2 separate regions of the Mus musculus genome follow, and region 1 is linked to region 2. A link is a contact called in public HiChIP or PLAC-seq data. All regions are on one chromosome and are shown on one strand. The core of a region is the stretch at or near the end of the contact, and the rest is flanking DNA. Distances in the headings are between cores, read along the strand shown.

Region 1 (4,625 bases), core at 1,717-4,216, 390 kb before region 2:
CCTTCCAGAGACCCTGTTTATGGTCAAACGGCCCTGGGGTGGAGGCCTCCCTGGAAATGGCCACCTGAGGCCGGGGAGAGAGGATCTGCCTCACGGCATTCACCTGTGACTCACTTTGCAAGGCTCCCATCTTATCTCTCTAGATTCAGGATTGCTGTTTCTCCACTCTTGACACACCACAGCAACTGTCCCAACAGCCACCTACCTACACAAGCGGGCTGCCGCCTTGCCCCGCACTGCCAGAGGGCCAGCCGCACCCTCGCAGTCCACCTAGCAGGGAAGAATGCAGAAGCTCAGAAAAGGTGGCCCAACCACACAAGCCAGTCACTGCATCTCCACTGACAGACAATTACCGCCACACACACTAAAGTGCTGCCATTATGATATACCAAGAAAGCCAAACACCAGAGCAGAGGGGCCAGGGCTGCTTAGAAGGAGAACCTACCTACCCAGCTCCCCAAAGAGGACGGCCCCCAAACACAGTCCTTGCCCCATCATGAGCACCCCAACCCTGTAAAGGCTCAGTAGATCCGGCTTCTAGAGAGAAGCCCTACCAGTGCATGAGGAACTGGATAGGGCTCCCATGTGTCCCCAGAGAAGGAAGGGACACCACAAAGCACATTAGCCAACAAGGATCCCACAGCAGAATACTAAGCCTTTGGTTCTCCAGACATGAATTCTGTCCAGATGTGGCATGGCTGGAGTTGCTATTTCTAAACAGCTGTAACTTCCTATGCCGTACAAGCACAGCCAAGTCTCAGAGCCTCCGGTGACACTGTTTCCATTGTGTGGAGCACTCGCTATTGTGAGGCAGAAATGTTGATTCAGGAAACAGGTCCGACTCTCCTCTTTCTAGGTGGTGAAGGTGAAGGTGAAGCCCAGAGAGAATGAGGACAGCGGAGGCCACGGCTGTTGGCACCGACGACTGCGCTGTCTGCTGGCGCCACTCCGGGGGAGCCACGATAATGGAGGGCACCAGGAGGTTTGGAGAGAGAGAGACCACTGGTTTTCCCTTAAGGAATACACCTCTGCAAAAACCTCTCTGCCTGCCTGGGGAGGAGGCACAGGATAAACAGGTGCCCAGGCTGGGTGGAAACAGACCTCAACTCTGAGACTATCTCGGGCAGTTTATAGGACATAAGTTCTAGCATGGACTCAGACAGACATCTCCGGAACCAACAGGGACAGCCATGTTCACCACCATCAGCCAGGATGGCAGAGGAAAGCAGGGAAATGATGGTCCACAAAGAATTCCATCCTGGGTATCCAACCTCCTAGATATCCTAGCCCGTACCCCTGGGAGTTCAGTAATCAGTACCACAGCAAAGGCAGGGGGCTCCAAGTCCACAAGCAGTTTGGGGAGGAGGGAGGAGCAGGCATGTTGACTGAGACTCCCAGCTGGGGTGTCCCAGAGAGCATCTTTATATTGTGGCTTCATCCTAGCACGGGTCAGGGATACTAAATAAAGCACTCTGACTGGACTGGGCTGTGTATCCCCAAATGGGCCTGGGAACAGGTTGGGCAGAATGAGAGAAGATTCTTCCGATCTCTGCAGGGCCACTAAGCCACCTGAGAGGCACAGGGTGGATGGCCTTGCCTGACTCCTCACCTAGAGTGTGTCTGGCTGCCGTGGAACCCACACCATCTTGTTAACTCTTATCTTGTCATTAGTCACCCACTGATAAGGAAACTGAGGCAGGGCTGGTTTTGTGACAGTGCCTTGCCCGATCTCACAGAACAGGTATCCGAGATAAACTAACTTCCAACTGTCCTTTATTTCAAACCCTACAGAGCCTGGACCATGACCCCTCCTTCTGAACCTGGCCCTAAAGCAAGCTCCTACCTGGCTGGGGTTCAGCGAAATTGAGGATTGGGGGGGGGAGTGCGTTAAGACTCAGCACCTTTAATTTTGTCCCTAATCTACACAAGGCAAGGCAGGAAGGGAACCCACTCTGAACAAGGTCCCCCCAAACTGAATCTCTCTTATCTCTGAAAATGGGAAGTTCCAAAGAGTACAAGGTTCTGCCTCTGGCCCTAGAAGCCTGCTTCTTACCCTGGCCACGGGTAGGAAGGCCACAGGGGAACCAACATCCAGACTAGTCAGTCCCTCTCCACCCTTCAGAGGTGCTGGTCCCGCTCTGGACAGATGAAGTCTTAGGTTAGGGACTGCCACACAGCACCCCACCTTAACGGTTGTATAAACACATAGGCCTAAGCTCCAGCCCAGGTGCCAACTGTCCCCAGAATCCCATAGGCTAATTCCAAATGAAAGGAAAAGATATAACAGAGAGCAGGGTGTGGAAAGGGAGCAAGCGTCCACAACTTTTCCCCGGGTCATCTGTTGGGCCACACCGGCCTGGACAGCCCTCCTCCTTTTCAGTCCTCCCCCACCACCAAGAGAGTGGGTCAGTAGGACGACATTTGCTGTGCCCTCATCCTGACCCCCCCGCTAGCGGCCTAGGCATGGTGACCCATCTAATGACTCCCCCACATCATAGTTTGGGCCCTGCGTCCCATCGACGTCTGCCTCTCGCCCACCAGGACCCTGACCCGCACAGCGCCCGTGGTACGCGCGAGGGGCGGCCGTGACGCGCGCCCCGGGAGCGTGTGTGCGGGGGCGCGCCCGCGCTGCTCCCCGAAGGGAGGGTCGCTGCTGTGGGCCACCGAGTGAGAGTGTGGGCACACGGGGTCGCGGCCCGGCAGCTAGGACAGAGCGTGGCCAGCGTCGCCCAGGTCCGTGTGGGAGTCCGCGTGCGCGCCGCTTACCCTGCGGGATGATCGGGGCCAACTCTCATCCACCCGCCGCCGCGGCGCCCCCCTGGCCGGCCACCCGGCCGCGCTGCACCTGCCGCCCTCCCGGGAGCCCAGCGGCGCCGGGGAGCGGGGACTACGCGGCCCCGCGGGTGCCGGCCACGAGCGCGGAGGCGGCGCCGCGTCGCGCGCTCACGTCCTGCTGCGCGGAGTCTGCGCGCCCCCCGACCGGGCCTGCGCAAGCCGCCGCCCCGCTCCGCCCCCTCGCCTCCCCGCCCTCCCTGCCCGGTGTGTGCGCGCGCGCGCGCCCGATCACGCGGCGCCGCCTTTGTTTGGGTGACCCACGTGGGTCCTCGCCGCGCGTGCCCACGCGCACGCGTGGCCGCCTGCCAGTCGCAGCCACGGGCACAACCGAGCACAAGGATACACTCCACTGTCACCTCTCTCCCGGCGAACTGGCTTGACGGTTACTGCCAAATGGAGACCCGCGCTTGGTGTAGAAATACTTGTCCTGGCACCGCCAGGCTGGACTCAGAGCACAGCTCCACACTGGGAAAAGGACATGGAACCTCCACCTGGAGGGCAGTGAGCAACTCCTCCCTTCTCTCCCACTCAGTACCTAACCAGGAATGCCACATACCTTTAAATGTCACCGTAGCGATAGGAAGCCTACTTTAGCTCTAGTACTATCTTAAAGGAAAAGAGATCCTCCAGGAGTCACTTCCCCCGTTTTGACTCGCCTTTCAAAAACCAGGGTTGACAAGGACCCAGAAAGATAACTAATGAACCTGGTAAAAGACCACACCCTCCAGAACCCCAGGCCCTAGCCTGGTTGGAGGACTGACCTGCAGCACCGTATGGGGTCTGACCTAGGAGGTCCACTGTAGGGTACGAGGGTGACTGTAGCAAACTCAGCATCAGCAAGTGGAGACAGCACATTAGACCTGTGACCACATGACCCGCTTGCACTGCGGGGCTTTGACGACCTCACCTCCAACCCTCTCAATCCAGAACTGTCCCCCACCTTATTATGTCTCAAGCACCCCAGGAGATTTGAGGAATGCTGAAGGACTCTGAAGCTTTCTGGGGGGTGGGGTGGGTGGGGGCAGGATTCAGGCCCCCTTTTGTCCTCCAGCATTGCCTACCTTCCAGACAGGCCTTTGTCCCAGGGTCTGGGGCTGGCATCCAGAGAGGCTCCTGTAGGTGAGCTCTCTCTCTCTCTGAATGCAGAGTGAGAAGCAATGCCCATGTGTAGCACAACATGAGGTCTGTCCAATGGCTCTTGGCTGGCAGTGTGAGATGCCAGGCTAAGCTGCCTGCAGGGCTTGGTCTTGGCAAGATGAGAGCTACTTTGGGCAGGAACCTCCTCTGAGTCACCTTTGTGCGGCATCCCAGCCCAATGCCACACCAATCTCGCTGGTTCCTCCTACCCCTGGCTTTCCCTGCTTCCTCTCTGTCCTACAGCAAAACCGGACTCTGGTCGTCGCCCCACCCCCACCGCCCCCTGCAAGCACAAGTGCTACTTTCCTGCCTCCAGGATTGCCTAGACCATATCCTCCCTGGGGCGCGGAGGAGGGGGGAGCCTCTCCACTCTGGCCCTACCCAACCTTCCAAGCTAACTCCAAAGTTTCAGCTCCACAAAGCCTCCCTTGACCAGTCGCCCAGTTAGAAAATGTTTCTAGCTTCCCAGGAAGCCAGAGTTCTCGGGAGTCATTCCCCACCCTTCTCCTGTGAACTCAGCTGGGCAGCTTCTACCAGGAGAGGTTCGATGCATTCATGTAGGGATCCCTCCCTGCTGAAGTTAAAGTGTGTCTCCAGAGTCCCTGCATTGCAAGCTTAATCCCCAGTACACCCATGTGGCACGTGATTACTTT
Region 2 (4,520 bases), core at 672-3,171:
GGTTCGAGAGCAACCTACCTGGAATGTGTCCCCGACTCTGAAAGATCCCTGCAGTAGGACCCCTCTTAGAAATCTGCCCATTAAATATTTAAATGCTAAGGAGCTAAAGTGAAAAAGGCTCTTACCTCTCCAACCTTGATCATGCCCGCGGCGCACACGTCCACCGCCCTGCCAGACCACGTCTTGGCCGCCGCTAGCGCTGCGCTGGCATGCCCGCGGCCGCTGGCTGGAGTCCGGGGTGACTTGCGTTGGGCTCCTGGGCGCGCAGAAACAGCCGAGGGCAGTGCGGAGCCGCTCCCGCAACTCTTCGCAGGGTGGGACGGCCTCTGGCCAGCTTACGGCGAGGCCCCAAACCCGGGACCCACCGCTCTCCGGGCTTCTGCAGTCTTACATCCAACGACCCACCACGCAAGAGTGGCCCGAAGGATCGAGTCACGCGTCCACGGCTGGCGCCACTGGAGACCTTTGTCCCGGACGCCAACGAGAGTGTGCGGGCCCGCGTGCGCCCACGCCCTGCCGCGGAGGACCGGGCCGGCGTGCTCCGTGACTTTCTCCAAGTTCACGTGCATCCCGGAGCGGCCAGGCGGGCGCAGCGGGCCCGGACGCTCAGAGCCTGGCCGTCGGGCGGGCTCGGGACCCAGCGGCCCAGGGCGCGAGCGTGGCCACGGTGAGAGCCACCGGGGGCGGCCGGAGGGCACCGGGACGGAGCGGGCCACTCGTCTGGCGCTGCCCGGGCTCCGAATGCAGCGGTGGCTTGGCACAGACGCGCCGCGCGCCCGGTGCATGCTAATGGCCGGCGGGCGCGCCATGAATTATTCAGCAGCGGCGCGGAGAGGACGAGCGCGGCTCGGAGGGCGGCCTGGGCCGCGCGTCCCCCGCCGCTGCAGAGCGGCCGCACCGACTTCCCAAACTTTCCCCGGCCCGCACCGAGGATGCGGCCCCCGCGGCGCCGCGGTCCCCGCCCGAGCGCGCTGGCCGCGCTTCCCCCGTTGCCGCCTATTTTATGTCTTTTGTCTCGGAGTTGGCACCTGTCCCAGAGAGCGCGTTTCCCTGCCCACCCCTTCGCCGCCGGATCGGGGCGGGGGAGGGGGCACGGGGGACCGGGGAGGAGGGGACGAGGGAAGCGAGGCGCCCGCGCGCCCTGCGTCCTGGGGAGACCGCCCGGGGGCGGTGGCGGCGGCCGTGCCCGAGCACCCGGGCACCCCTGCTCCGCGGGGAGGTCAGGGTTGCGAACGCGCCCGGAATACCAACGAGGCCGCTGTGCCCGCTGCGGGCCCGTGCGTCCGGGCGCCGCCCCTCCCGGGCGGCCCCCACCCAGACGGGCGCGCTTGGGCTGGGAGGGCGGCGGGAGCTGCGGATTCGCCGCCCCGGCCCCGCGCCTGGCCCCGCAGCTCCGCGTGCGCGCCCCCGCAGGCACGCCGCCCCGGGCGCTCCCCGCTTGCGCGCGCCCGCCCCGCGGCCCCGCCCGTCGCCTTCGCGCGCCCACCCCACTGGGCACCGCACCGCGGAGACCCACCGGTAGAGCCCCGGGGCCAACGCAGCGGGGAGGGCTGAGCAGGAGCGCGTCCCCTGCCCGCGCTGCCCGCGCCACCCGCGCCGCCTTGGCACGGAGGCGGCTGCCCGGGCGCGCTCCGCGGCTGCGCTCCAAGGCTCTGGCTGCCATGATTGCGGGCAGTACCGGGACGCGCGTGCACGCTCGGGGCCGATTGGGACCCTCGGTCTACAGGATCCCCCTCTGCCCGCCCGCAGCCTGGTACGCGCAGAGGACAGCCGCCAGGGTCACGGAGCTCTAGATAGCGTACTGAGACAACGTTGTGGGCCCGATAGTGGCAGTGGCTTCCCGCAGGAAGGGCGCGCGCATGGGCGACCCAGCCAGTCCAACGGAGCAAGGGGCGCGGTGCCCAGCGGGGTACGGCAGGGAGAGCACACAACCTCTCGAATGGGTATGGGAAGTAATGCACAGAACTGAGCATGCAAAGGGGCCGTGCAAGGTGCCTGGGAAGGCATGGGATTCGCGGAGGCATGTTGCCCAGAGCTGGTGCCCACCTCCAGGCTCGCTCCTTTCCCGCTGGAAACAACTTCCTGCTATTAGGACTGGGGCACGGGAGCTGCGAGGGTAGTTCAAGGCCATGGCTTTGCTCTCAGCCCTTCAGCGACACTGCTGGCTCCAGGCCACCCCGGGCCCCTAAAAGGGGGAATGGGACGGCTGGGCTCCAGGACCTGGTTATTGGTTAGAATGCCAAGGAGGCCGCAGCGTCTTTCAGATCGCTTCACTGGCGCGCACAAGCGTTTTCCAAACACAGGCCAGCCTGGGCCTCAGGCTCTCAGAGACACATGTGAACACAGGGTCCCTAGACTTGGATTCCCTCCTCCTGTCCAGACATGCTCTGGATCACAGCCACTTGGACCTGGCTGGTTCTGGAGGTGTATGATAGCCCGTTGACGACCAGGGCCAGAGAGAACAAGGCCTCCAGGGCCCATCCCACAATCTCTGTGCCTGTCTCCCCCCTCCTCCTCCCCACTGGCCTTGGCATTCTAACCAGTGTCCTTTGACGTCATATCTCGCCATTTCTGTCAACCAATTGAAACTTGCTCGTTGTAATAAAAAATATAATTTTTTTATGCCATTGGTAAATTCAAAAGTTCCTCGTGTGTCCCGCTTCCCAGGAAACTTCATTCCACGTTGTATTGGACTGCCACGAGGGAGAACCTGAACATACTAGATAAAGGTAGCCTGGGCTTGCTGGCTCCGTCAGGGCCTTTAACTACTAGAAACCTGTTAAAGTCTAAGTACTGTAGACCACCATGACCCTGGCCTGTACAACAGCCACACCACTTCAGTGCAGGCAACCCCAGAACATACAGTTTAGGGGGAGGGGGAAAAAATCCAGGACACATCCTGCCCTGATCAACTTTCATTTTCTACAACTGCCAGTAGCTGAAGACAGTCACATCTAGTGAGCTTCATTCTTTTCTGTGGAAGAGTGTATTGTGGACCCAGGTCCTAGGGCTAGAGTCTCAGGGGCAGAAGGGCAGGGGCTCTTCAGTGTTATACCAGAGTGGCTCTGCCGAGTCTTCGCCACAGGGCTGGTGAAACCTATCTTTTCTGGCACTGTATGGTCCTTTACAATTCTCCTTACTGTGAGAGTTCCCAGCCTCGATCAGGAAGTGTGGCAAAGGGTGATCCTGTGCTAGGCAGTCTCCTGATACCACACAGATCCCTAGCAAGTCTCTTCTGCTGTAGCCACAGTAGGGGCTGGGGGGTGGGGTGGGGAGGGGGTAACCTCAACCGTGAGGCCAGAAAACACTAAAGAAGTCTTGTGGTCTAGTGAGGCCCTAGAAGAACAGAAGCTCTAGGACTGAGCTTAACTGCAGAGATACTGGTATTCCAAGCACCAGGCCCTTCTAAACGCCAAATCTGGTTTTCCCAAAATAATGAGCAAGCTCAGGAATGACCAAATGGGGATTCTAAACACAAATATATGGTGCTTATTCTCCCACAAAACTGCTCTCAAGTGCAAAGTCTAAAACGGTTGCATACCTTTGAGATATGCTCGTGAGGGGAAAAAAATAAAAGCTGCATCCAGACACTGCACTATAATAATCAATTTCTAATCACCCTTCCTAAACACCATAAATATTATAGGTAATGTGATATATGTTTTGTGATTAAATGACGGATTAAAACATTGAATTTTTTTAAAGGCAACAAATAAAAAGAGATTTATCTTCCTTTATGCCGCTTACAAGTTTTGTCCCCCACTGGTACAAATAGACTTGACAAGTGTATCATTACTGAGCTCCACGACTAAATGCCAGGATATTAGCTTTGTAATTTTCACCTGAAATCATTGTGTAATCACGCGGGGGTGCTAACCTTTTTATTAGCTGACTCCCCCCTTACTTTCACATGGTAATAAATTAATTTAATGTCTTCTCCCCCCCCACCCCTCCCCCTTCCCAATTTTTATTTGGTAACACAAGAAATTGGGTGAGTCAGAGCAATATTCAGGAACACATACATTTTAAAATTCTACCTGTACTTGGCAAGGGTTTGTATGTAATTTGGTTGCAAATTCAGAAATCAAATTCTGCCTAATTTAGGGGAAAATAATGGCCTTCAGGTAATTCGATTGGGCTTTATACAGTTTGGTTGGCTAGCTTTTTTTTTTTTTTTTGTCTACTTGGTATCATAGTAGTCAAAGGAAAAAAAATCAAACTGTGCTCAATTGATCTAAAGGAAATTTTTGATCTGACACCTGGAAATTTTAAACTATTGATGAGCATTCTGCCAGGCAAGTCTGTGGTAAAAATCCCTTAGCTATCCCCCTGGGCCACGGCCATGCCTGGGGAAAGATGTCTGAAAATGAGTCCCAAGAAGCCTGTCCCTGGACCAGGGTGTTTATAATATTGGCCTTATATAGTTTTTTTTTTTTCCTGATTTCTCCCAAGATCTGCCTGATGGGAATTTAGCCAGCAACTTCCTTCCATGTCCTTCCTTGAGCCGTGGCTTTCTCTGT

What was found. HiChIP or PLAC-seq counts read pairs in DNA pulled down with a chosen protein or histone mark.
Region 1: an HNF4G HiChIP or PLAC-seq map of pancreatic cancer cells shows a contact between it and region 2. The contact joins the promoter of Gramd4 here to the enhancer-like site in region 2. A contact is called at or near these places in 3 of 39 promoter capture datasets (embryonic stem cells, hematopoietic stem and progenitor cells and maxillary cranial neural crest), 5 of 484 Hi-C or Micro-C datasets (the G1E-ER4 cell line, cortical neurons and embryonic stem cells), 7 of 115 datasets of contacts at active chromatin or transcription factors (embryonic forebrain, embryonic stem cells, forebrain and 3 more) and 1 of 9 other capture datasets (embryonic stem cells).

Annotation. Positions count from the first base shown.
Region 1 is chr15:86,057,103-86,061,727 of GRCm38.p6, reverse strand. Gramd4 (GRAM domain containing 4) reads right to left here and starts at 2,966. Exons shown (of 19, transcript NM_001379572.1): 1 at 2,767-2,966. The coding sequence starts at 2,795. It overlaps Gm41375 (a long non-coding RNA gene), which reads left to right and starts at 3,112. Exons shown (of 3, transcript XR_875536.2): 1 at 3,112-3,336.
Region 2 is chr15:85,667,727-85,672,246 of GRCm38.p6, reverse strand. No RefSeq gene overlaps it. Among named protein-coding and RNA genes, the nearest start is that of Lncppara, 34 kb to the left of the region's middle. Within about 2 kb of position 1,921, at least 278 of the 459 cell types and tissues checked have an H3K27ac peak or open chromatin away from gene starts, as enhancers often do. A contact at or near this core is called in the G1E-ER4 cell line, cortical neurons, forebrain and 2 more, where this site is marked.